2 separate regions of the Mus musculus genome follow, and region 1 is linked to region 2. The links are chromatin contacts, called in public Hi-C maps. All regions are on one chromosome and are shown on one strand. Each heading gives the region's core, a stretch centred on a gene start, on an enhancer-like site or on the middle of the called end of the contact. The rest is flanking DNA. Distances are from core to core; before and after follow the strand shown. Region 1 has its middle 26 kb from the start of 4930511E03Rik. Region 2 overlaps Lrig1 (leucine-rich repeats and immunoglobulin-like domains 1).

Region 1 (4,148 bases), core at 1,625-4,124, 300 kb before region 2:
CCTTCCTTATCTGCCAAGAGCTGATTTTCCTGTGATGCTGGGAGGCTCTGTAACTTCAGTCCTGAGAACTGTGATCCTGGGACGAAATATCCAAGCATAATAGAAGCATTAGCTACCAAAACATTAAACCAAAGGGAAATGCCTTCAGATAGTGGTCTCCAGCCATCCCAGACTAAAGCTGTGTCCATGCCAAGATGGAGGCTCTCGCTTGTGAGGTTTATCTTCAACAGCTAACCTTCAAACATTCTTTAGGTCTGTGTTAGAAAGCAGAAAAAGCAGCCAGGACGTAATGGTTAGGGAGTCTGATCTTCGGATGATAATTTCATTGACGGACTGTTTATTCAAGAGCCTCAATCTGCCTGGTCTCTTGAACACAGATACAGAAGGAATCCCCTCTGCTGGCATTCTCCAATCAGTCATTTAATTGAACGGACGACTTATTAGTAAATTACTGAAGGTTCTTCTATGGCATGAATTGTGTCTTGTAGACTAATAGTTTTCAACCTGGAATAATTCTTGCCTCCCACCCCCAGGAGGTAATTGTGGTTGATACCACTGAGGAGAGGAAATAGTGCTGCCCAATCTACTGAGGACAGGCCAGAGATGCATCACTGCACCCTGAGATGCTCAGAGCAGCTCCACAGCAGAAAATTGATACAGTGGCCCCATATATTAACAGTGGCTAAGAGTTGAAGAGCCCCGGTTTAAGACATCTGTCTCAGACATATGATAGATACTATTTTCTTTAGGAACAGATATCAAATTTTGATGATAGCTAGCTAACCTGGAGTCTTGTTAGCCATTTAGTAGCTGTCCTAGTTTTCTTGTATTGGTTTGATAAGGATTAGGACCAAAATCAACTCTGGAGGACAGGCTTTATCGGGTTCAGATGCCGCAGGTGACAGGCCATCAAGATGAGAAGTCAGGGAGGGAACATGGAAGCTGGAACTGATGCAGGGGCCACGGAGGACTGCTTCTTACGTGACTGGCTCAACCTGCTTTCTTATAAAACCCAGAACCATCTGCCCAGTGATAGCACTGCCCCCAGAGAGCTGGGCTTTCCAACATCAATCAAGAAAATACCCCCAAAGACTTGTCTTCAAGCCAATATCATGGAAGCATTTTCTCAGATGAGGCAGCTCCTTTCAGGATGACCCTAGTTTGTGTCAACTTGACAAAAAACAAAAACAAAAACAAAAACAAAAACAAAACAAAACAAAAAAAACGAACCAGCACAGTAGCCAAAGGATAAAGTGAACTCTTTTCTTTTTTCTTTTTCTTTTCTTTTCTTTTCTTTTCTTTTCTTTTCTTTTCTTTTCTCTTCTCTTCTCTTCTTTTTTTTCTTTTCTTTTCTTCCTTCCTTCCTTCCTTCCTTTCTTTTTTTTTTTTTTTTTTTTTTTTTTGCCTATCTGATAAAGTTCCTGGTAAGGAATCAAGAACCCAGAGCATAGGAAGTATATGGAGTTTGGGGGGCGGAGGGGGGGGAGGGGGGTGTTACCCATCTCAAACATGGATTCTGAGAGTGTTGACAGAGAGTGTTGCCGTTTCAATGATGAAAATATGTATCCAGAAGCAGTGTGGAAACGAACCTAGCAACACATTAAAAACAGGACCACTGATGTTATCGCTCTCCACAGTCACTGCCTGACTCCAGACAATCCTGCTATCGTCCCACGTCTGGTCTAGTCTGCTAGAACCGGGTGTACTGCTGTGAGAAACCAGAGAAAAGCACCAGAACCTGGCTCCTGTGGTACCCGTATCTCTGCACACTCCAGCACCATGAGAACTGGAGGGAAATGAGTGGTTTGCCGATATTGAGATTCTGGGCTTAAAACTCTGGTTTGTTTTTTTTTTGAGGTGCTGGGGTAGTACCTTCCATGGGTGACATGTTTGCCTTCCAAGCATGAGGACATGGATTTGATGCCCCAGAACCCATCAAAACCCATCCAGGCATGGTAGCAAGTTCTTGGAATATTAGCACCGTGGCTTGCTGGCCAGCCTATCCTACCTGACCAATTTCTAAGCCTATGAGAGACACCATCTCAATAAAACAAGGTGGACAGTGCCTAAAGGATGACAGGCAAGGTTGCCATTTGGCCTTGACATGCAGGGGTGCACATGCATCTACACACAGGAACACACACACACACACACACACAAACAAGAGGAATTGGAGGGGAAACCTCGAAGCATCAAGAACAAATGTGCTCCTGACACGTGTAACAAGATGGATAGAGTTCTCAGATACTGTAGGGAGCAAGTGATACCAGACATGACAGTACCTTGTATGTAAACCCAGCTTTCACAACCCTGGCATTATTAGTGGCATTTAGAAGCAGGTACTTGCTTGTTTGGGAGGTGGTCCTGTGTATTGCGGGATATTCCCCTGCATCCTTAGCCTTGCCAAATGCCAGAAGCACCCACTCCCCATTTGTTGCAGTCAGCAGTATTTCCAAGTATTGCCAAATGCCTGGGAGCAAATGAAGAAACAAGACATGATTGAATCTCCTGATACAAATGAGTGGGAAGAGTAAAGAGGTACCAGGAAACGGACCCAGTGGGGACTCTGGGGCAACAGGAATCGAACCCAGGGAAGGTTCTGGGGTACCAGGAAGCATACCTAGCAGAGTATTCTGAGGTACCAGGAAGCAGACCCAGGGGGGGCACTATGGGGTGCCTGGTGCGTCCTAATTTTGTGTGTTCACTTTGTCAGATGTTCATCAAGTCAAATCTTATGGTTTTCACAGATGCCCATTTATACGTAAACTTTTAACTTTTTATTTCGCCCACTGTGGAACAACCAAACTCCTCCCAAACAAAGCATACCATGTTTCACTTTCAAGGACCGCAGATATTATCAAATGTGTGAAAACAAGTTTATGGAAGCAAAAAGAGAGCAGACATTTGGGTGAAAAGGAAGTGACACAAGAGGGTTTGGGGTGGGTAGTCTGAGAAAAGTGCAAAGTTCGAGGGCTTGAAAATAACCTTTAAAAATCTCAGATTTCACAAAACAACCCTCGTCCTTGATCTTCAGCCATCTTTTTGCCTCTGTCTTTCTTTTTCCTCCATTTACAGCTGCAGCTGTTTCTTTGTGTTCCAACTCACTTGGGGGAGGGGGAGAGGGAGGGAGGGGCCCTCCAGCCTATCACCACACCCAGCCCATGTGCATAAAATTGGTTTAGGAAGAAACGACAGAGAAAAGAAACTTCAACAGTTAATTGAGCAAGGCATCTGGAGGTGGTGGAGTAGTGCCTAGAACATCCCAGCACTCTCTTGAACTCTCTACTTCTTGGTATTTGTTGCTATTTTAGAAAGGTAAGATTTCACCAAAAAATATAGGGCAGCTGACTGTGTAGTTTCTGAGCTTGGTTTTAGAGGCAGAGAACTAATGGAAAATAAGTGTGTCCTACAGAGTCCTAGGCCACCACGTCCTCTCGCCACCCCTGTACTTGGCACGCAGCCTATAAGGTGGGGTTTCACCCAGCTTTACAGTTTGCATTGTTGAGATTATCATGAAAGGGTTCCGCTGGCCACATTTTCCTTCCTTGTTATGGGAACTGTCAAGTTCTCCGCTGATATTCTCCTACTGGTTTCCACAGTGACTCATTGCCATGGGAGGCAAAAGAAACTAAAAAAGAAAAAAACAAAAAACAAAAAACTTTGCAATGTCTGTATCCTGTAACTTTGTCAGGTCCCCAAATCCCATGACAATAACCTCTAAGAACCTTGTCATGTCCTTTTCTTGGGCAAGAATTTTGCTTTGACTCATATTGTTTTAAATAAATAGGCTTGTGACTAGAGCGTGGAGATATTTTTACCCTTTAATTATTGTATTAATAACGTGGCCATTTTGTTTTAAACTATCTGACATCTAAATCCTGTTATTTTATATCTGTCAAGATGCTGTTGGTTTGGTTTGGTTTGGTTTGGTTTGGTTTGGTTTGGTTTGGTTTGGTTTGGTTTGGTTTGGTTTGGTTTTTAGAGACAGGGTTTCTCTGTGTAGCCCTGGCTATCCCAGAACTCACTCTGTCTGATCAGACTGGCCTCAAATTCAGAGATCCACCTGCCTCCCAAGTGCTGGGATTAAAGGCTTGTGCCACACTACCATGGACTGTCTGGTGCTTTTTTTTCTTTTTCTTTTTCTTTTT
Region 2 (4,133 bases), core at 776-3,275:
TCTGACAGCAGGAGTCCTGTGGACATGCTTCAGTCTCCTGTCTCCAGGGAGGTCAGGCCAGTTGTGGCATGAGACACAACTGAAGACAAGAGAGAATAGGGCACCCACATAGCTGCTCAGTGGTGACATTTGTCTTCTTCTTTCTTCCTTAGGATTCTGTCCTTCAACAACCTCACGCGGCTGGATGAGGAGAGTCTAGCGGAGTTGAGCAGCCTCAGTATCCTGCGCCTCAGTCACAACGCCATCAGTCACATTGCTGAAGGCGCCTTCAAGGGACTCAAGAGTCTGCGGGTCTTGTAAGAATTGTGCTTTTGAGGGTGACAGCATGAAGGGGGTCCCCAGATGGGAGAGCACACAGCAAAGCACTTGCTTTGTTGAGATTCCCTCTTGCTGGCTTGTAGTCAGAATTGGGCTGTAAGCTGGTCTGCAACAGGAACAAGGACTAGAACCAAAAATAACTGCTGAACAGTTAAATCCTTCCTTTACTGAGCAGAAAAATCCTTCCTTTCCCACAGTGGTGCCTATTGCAGGATGAGGACTCTTGAAAAATCACTGTTATCAATAGTTCTCAGTACACTTGGCCGGATGGGATGGGTGGGTCTGGAAAAGCATTTCTACATAGGGTATCTGCAGCAACATTCACACAGTCCTGCATGTCTCTGCTCCATTCTTTTGGTTGTGACCTCTCATTTATTTCTCTTTTAGAGAGGGTATGGTAGTGGTTTTGTTCATTTGCTTTTAAAGACTGGGTTCTCTGGCTCAGGTTAGCCTCAAGCTCATATATTGAGGCTGGCCTTGAACTTGTGGCCATCCTCTTGCATCAAGGGCTAGGATTACAGGTATGTGAGCCTCCAGGCCTGGATGTACGTTTTGAGAATTTTTTCCTAAGGTTTCTATGGATCAAACCCAAAGCTTTATGTGTAATAGGCAAATTCTCTTCTACTGAGCCACACCCCCAGTCCTGTCTTCCGTTCTTAAATCCTATGTATTGTTTTCTGTAACTCAGTACCATGGCTACTTTTCTGCTCTTTCTTTGAAGCTCTTTAGTGGACCTGGTATCCAAGATAGAAGTGAGGGTCCTGTGTCCTTGTCCTCATTCAGGAGTGGTGTAAGAAAGAGAAAGTGAGAATACCATGTCCTTTGAAGGGTCAGATGGGTGAGGCTGCTAGAAGCTGCTGAGGGTGCTTTTCTGGGACTTTTCATAGAACTTTTTTCACTTGTAAACGCTAGGCTGTCTCCTAGCAGCCTTCAGTCTAAAACCCCCCAGAAGGGCACACAGTCTTCCACAGATAGTGGTAGCAGTTCCACAGCTTTCTTCTGCAGCCTGGTCTGCTGGGGGAGCAAGCCTGTCGTTGTGCCTGGAGGGAGGCCTCTGCACTTGCACCAGGCAGAGTGGGCTTCAGGTTTGAGTCAGGGATGGGGAGCTAGTGCCAAGCAAGCTATCCGAGCCCAGGTCAGTCTGTGAGCCCTTCCGAGGCCCGGACAGAAAGGCCAGAAACATTCAAGCTGAGCAGGCCAGAAAGAGAGGACTAATTTGGCAGGCAAGGCCCAGAGCAGGAAGACAGGCACACAGAACCGCAGTCTCTGCTGTACTCAGTCTAAAGATGACAGGGTGGGACTCGTTGAGAGCAGAGGTCCCTTCCAGCAGCACATTCTCTTTTAGCTTCATGCTGGAAAGTGAAGGTCAGAGCAAGCATTGTGTACTTTCGTCCCAGCTCCACTCCCAGCTGGCAATGACTTTCCAGCGTCTTCCCAGAGCCAAGAGCTGCATCCCTTTCTGTCCTTGGCCATATCTGCAGGGACTCGTGCAGGGGATGTGCAGGGACCAGGGCTCTGTGAAAAATTGGAAAGAGTGAATGTGAGAGTAGGGGTCTGGCTGCCAGGTGCGTGTGGCTGGGCAGCGTGACCTGCCCTTGGAAGCTCAGGGAGGAAGCTGAAGCACTGACCATATCCAGACAGCCTGGGGCCGAGTAGTTGGCCTCCTTTTTCCTGTCCTGGCAAGTGGGTCACAAGATTGACTCAGCACCCAGATGTGTGCTCTGGCTCAGTATCCAGTGCTACATAAGCCTCACGAGGAGCAGGGTGCAGGCCCTAGGCTTCCAGGCCGGCCTGGAGGAACATCAGGGCCCAGCTCCTTCGCCGCCACCTCTTCCTTCCACGTGCCTTCCAGTGTCCTGGTTGAACCCGAGAGAGGACTGTGGCTAAGAGTAGACAGAAATGGTTAGGAATCTTTTGGGTTAGAGGTCTGCTTCAGAGAGGTGTGTGCAAGCCTGGCTTCTTCTTGTGCTGTCTCTACTATTTCCCTCCCTGAGGCCAGCCAGATTGGTTGGTGGGCGGGCTGGCTTTGTTGGAAGCAGCAGAAGCAAGGTCATGCTGATAGTACACAAAAAAGAACAACAGGACGTTCTCAGGGCCATACTTCTCCTGGCAATGCATGCTGCTGGGCCCCCTGGGGTGCACCTGGATGCTTTGCGGCTCCTAGTGAAAGCCTGGGTGTGGGGCTGGTCTCCCTTCATGGTGGAGAACAAAGGCAGAGCTTAAGATAGTGGGTGAACTTGCCTTCTGTTTCCTTCTTAGGGACCTGGACCATAACGAGATCTCGGGTACAATCGAGGATACCAGTGGTGCCTTTACGGGGCTTGACAACCTCAGCAAGCTGTGAGTATTTCAGACTGGGAGTGTGCGGTTCCGCAAGCTCTGGGATGCAGGGGTGCCACTCATGCAGCTCCCCTGAGTCTCCTGTGTCCTGGGACCACAGAGGACAGCAGCAGGCCTTCTGCTGTGTGCAGAGAAGAGGCTGAGGGCTACAGTGAGGAATCCGCAGTGGCTCACAGGCCACTCTCACAGTCTTCATACTGTCAGTGTGTGGTGGTCCTTAGGGCTGCTGGGCTTGGTCCTGTTTACAGCCCATCTGAAAGCACCTATATGTTCTGTCCTCTGCACAGAGGGGTGTTGCTGCCTTCTTTAGTTTCTAGAGATGTGTGAAGTACCTTTCAGTAGTATTGAGGCTCTTGTCAGTCTTTTTGTTGCTAATTATAATCACAAGTAGAAGCAGCCATCACCAAGAGCACTAGTCATAGCTACTTTGAATTCAGTTTGGAGAGTCTTTGTCCTGCCCTCCTAGAATTCGTCCACTGCTGTAGTAGGTACATGTCTGTGTGCAGGCTCCATTATGCAGCCTTTAGAGCTCCAGAGACAAGTGAAGGGAACTAGCCCAGGACCTGGCAGGTGGCAGGTTCGGATTTGTACCCCTGGATATGGTATACTTGTTCTCTTGCCCAAGTTGCAGAATGCTCTGCAGTTCTGCTGCTGGGGGCCTGTCCATGCCAGCTTGTGAGGGAGGGGGCATTTCTGGACCTCACAGAAGAACTTCAAGAGAACCTCGAGCGACCTGTGTAGAAGCAGCCCCCGCCCGACCCCTGTCCACCTCTGACATTGATCAGGAGGGGAAGAGGGTGTTCTGTGTAGGGCACACGTAAAGGGGGATAGGTAGAGTACACAGAAGTGGGACCCTGGCTTCCTGTCAGGATGGGCACTCCACATTGTGAGGAAGGCTTGTCCATGCCATGGCTCCTTCCAAGGCCGTGAATACAAAGCCGACCATGACACGTTCCGCACTCTGTACACCCATGGTGCCTTTGTGCTTGCTTTAGCAAGCACTGAAATGGCTTTTGGGAGCCTACGCTGGGCTGGCCAGATGTGTAAGAGGTGACATCTGAGATCACTGCCTGTCTGAGTCCTTAGCAGGGAGGTCAGGCTAGCCACCTCTTCCCTGGAGCACCCTTCCAGTCCAGGGAGGCACCGATGTGTGCTGAGAGGAGGTCAGGGCCTGTTTGAGCCTATCAGTGGTATGATTGGCACTGTGTAATTGAGAATTTGAGAATTTGTTTTATTGCTGTTGTCACCATTAGAAGTAACAGCCTGCCCTCACTGTAAGAGGTCAACGTGACTAATATTTAATGGATGAAACAAGGCACAGCTTTTCCTAGATCTGGTTTACAGGAGATTTCACTAAACAGCTCAGCTTGTTTTTACTAGGCCCCGGAGCACATGGTACCCTGCTTGTGGGATCTGAGTAAGTGCAGGAGCTGGCAGACTCGCAGGCACTGGGGTTCAGTGCCCCGTGAGCTGTT

The links. A called contact is a pair of places that touch in the nucleus more often than the background predicts.
Region 1: a contact with region 2 is called in a Hi-C map of uterus, with 2.8 times the contacts expected there. The contact joins two enhancer-like sites. A contact is called at or near these places in 5 of 484 Hi-C or Micro-C datasets (the C2C12 cell line, muscle stem cells, nephron progenitors and 2 more), 4 of 115 datasets of contacts at active chromatin or transcription factors (the NIH/3T3 cell line, SST interneurons, embryonic stem cells and 1 more) and 1 of 9 other capture datasets (embryonic stem cells).

What each region holds. Positions count from the first base shown.
Region 1 is chr6:94,915,392-94,919,539 of GRCm38.p6, reverse strand. No RefSeq gene overlaps it. Among named protein-coding and RNA genes, the nearest start is that of 4930511E03Rik, 26 kb to the left of the region's middle. Within about 2 kb of position 2,874, at least 36 of the 459 cell types and tissues checked have an H3K27ac peak or open chromatin away from gene starts, as enhancers often do. A contact at or near this core is called in muscle stem cells and uterus, where this site is marked.
Region 2 is chr6:94,618,778-94,622,910 of GRCm38.p6, reverse strand. It overlaps Lrig1 (leucine-rich repeats and immunoglobulin-like domains 1), which reads left to right. Exons shown (of 19, transcript NM_008377.2): 8 at 153-296; 9 at 2,578-2,658. Among named protein-coding and RNA genes, the nearest start is that of Mir7041, 14 kb to the right of the region's middle. Within about 2 kb of position 2,025, at least 40 of the 459 cell types and tissues checked have an H3K27ac peak or open chromatin away from gene starts, as enhancers often do. A contact at or near this core is called in muscle stem cells and uterus, where this site is marked.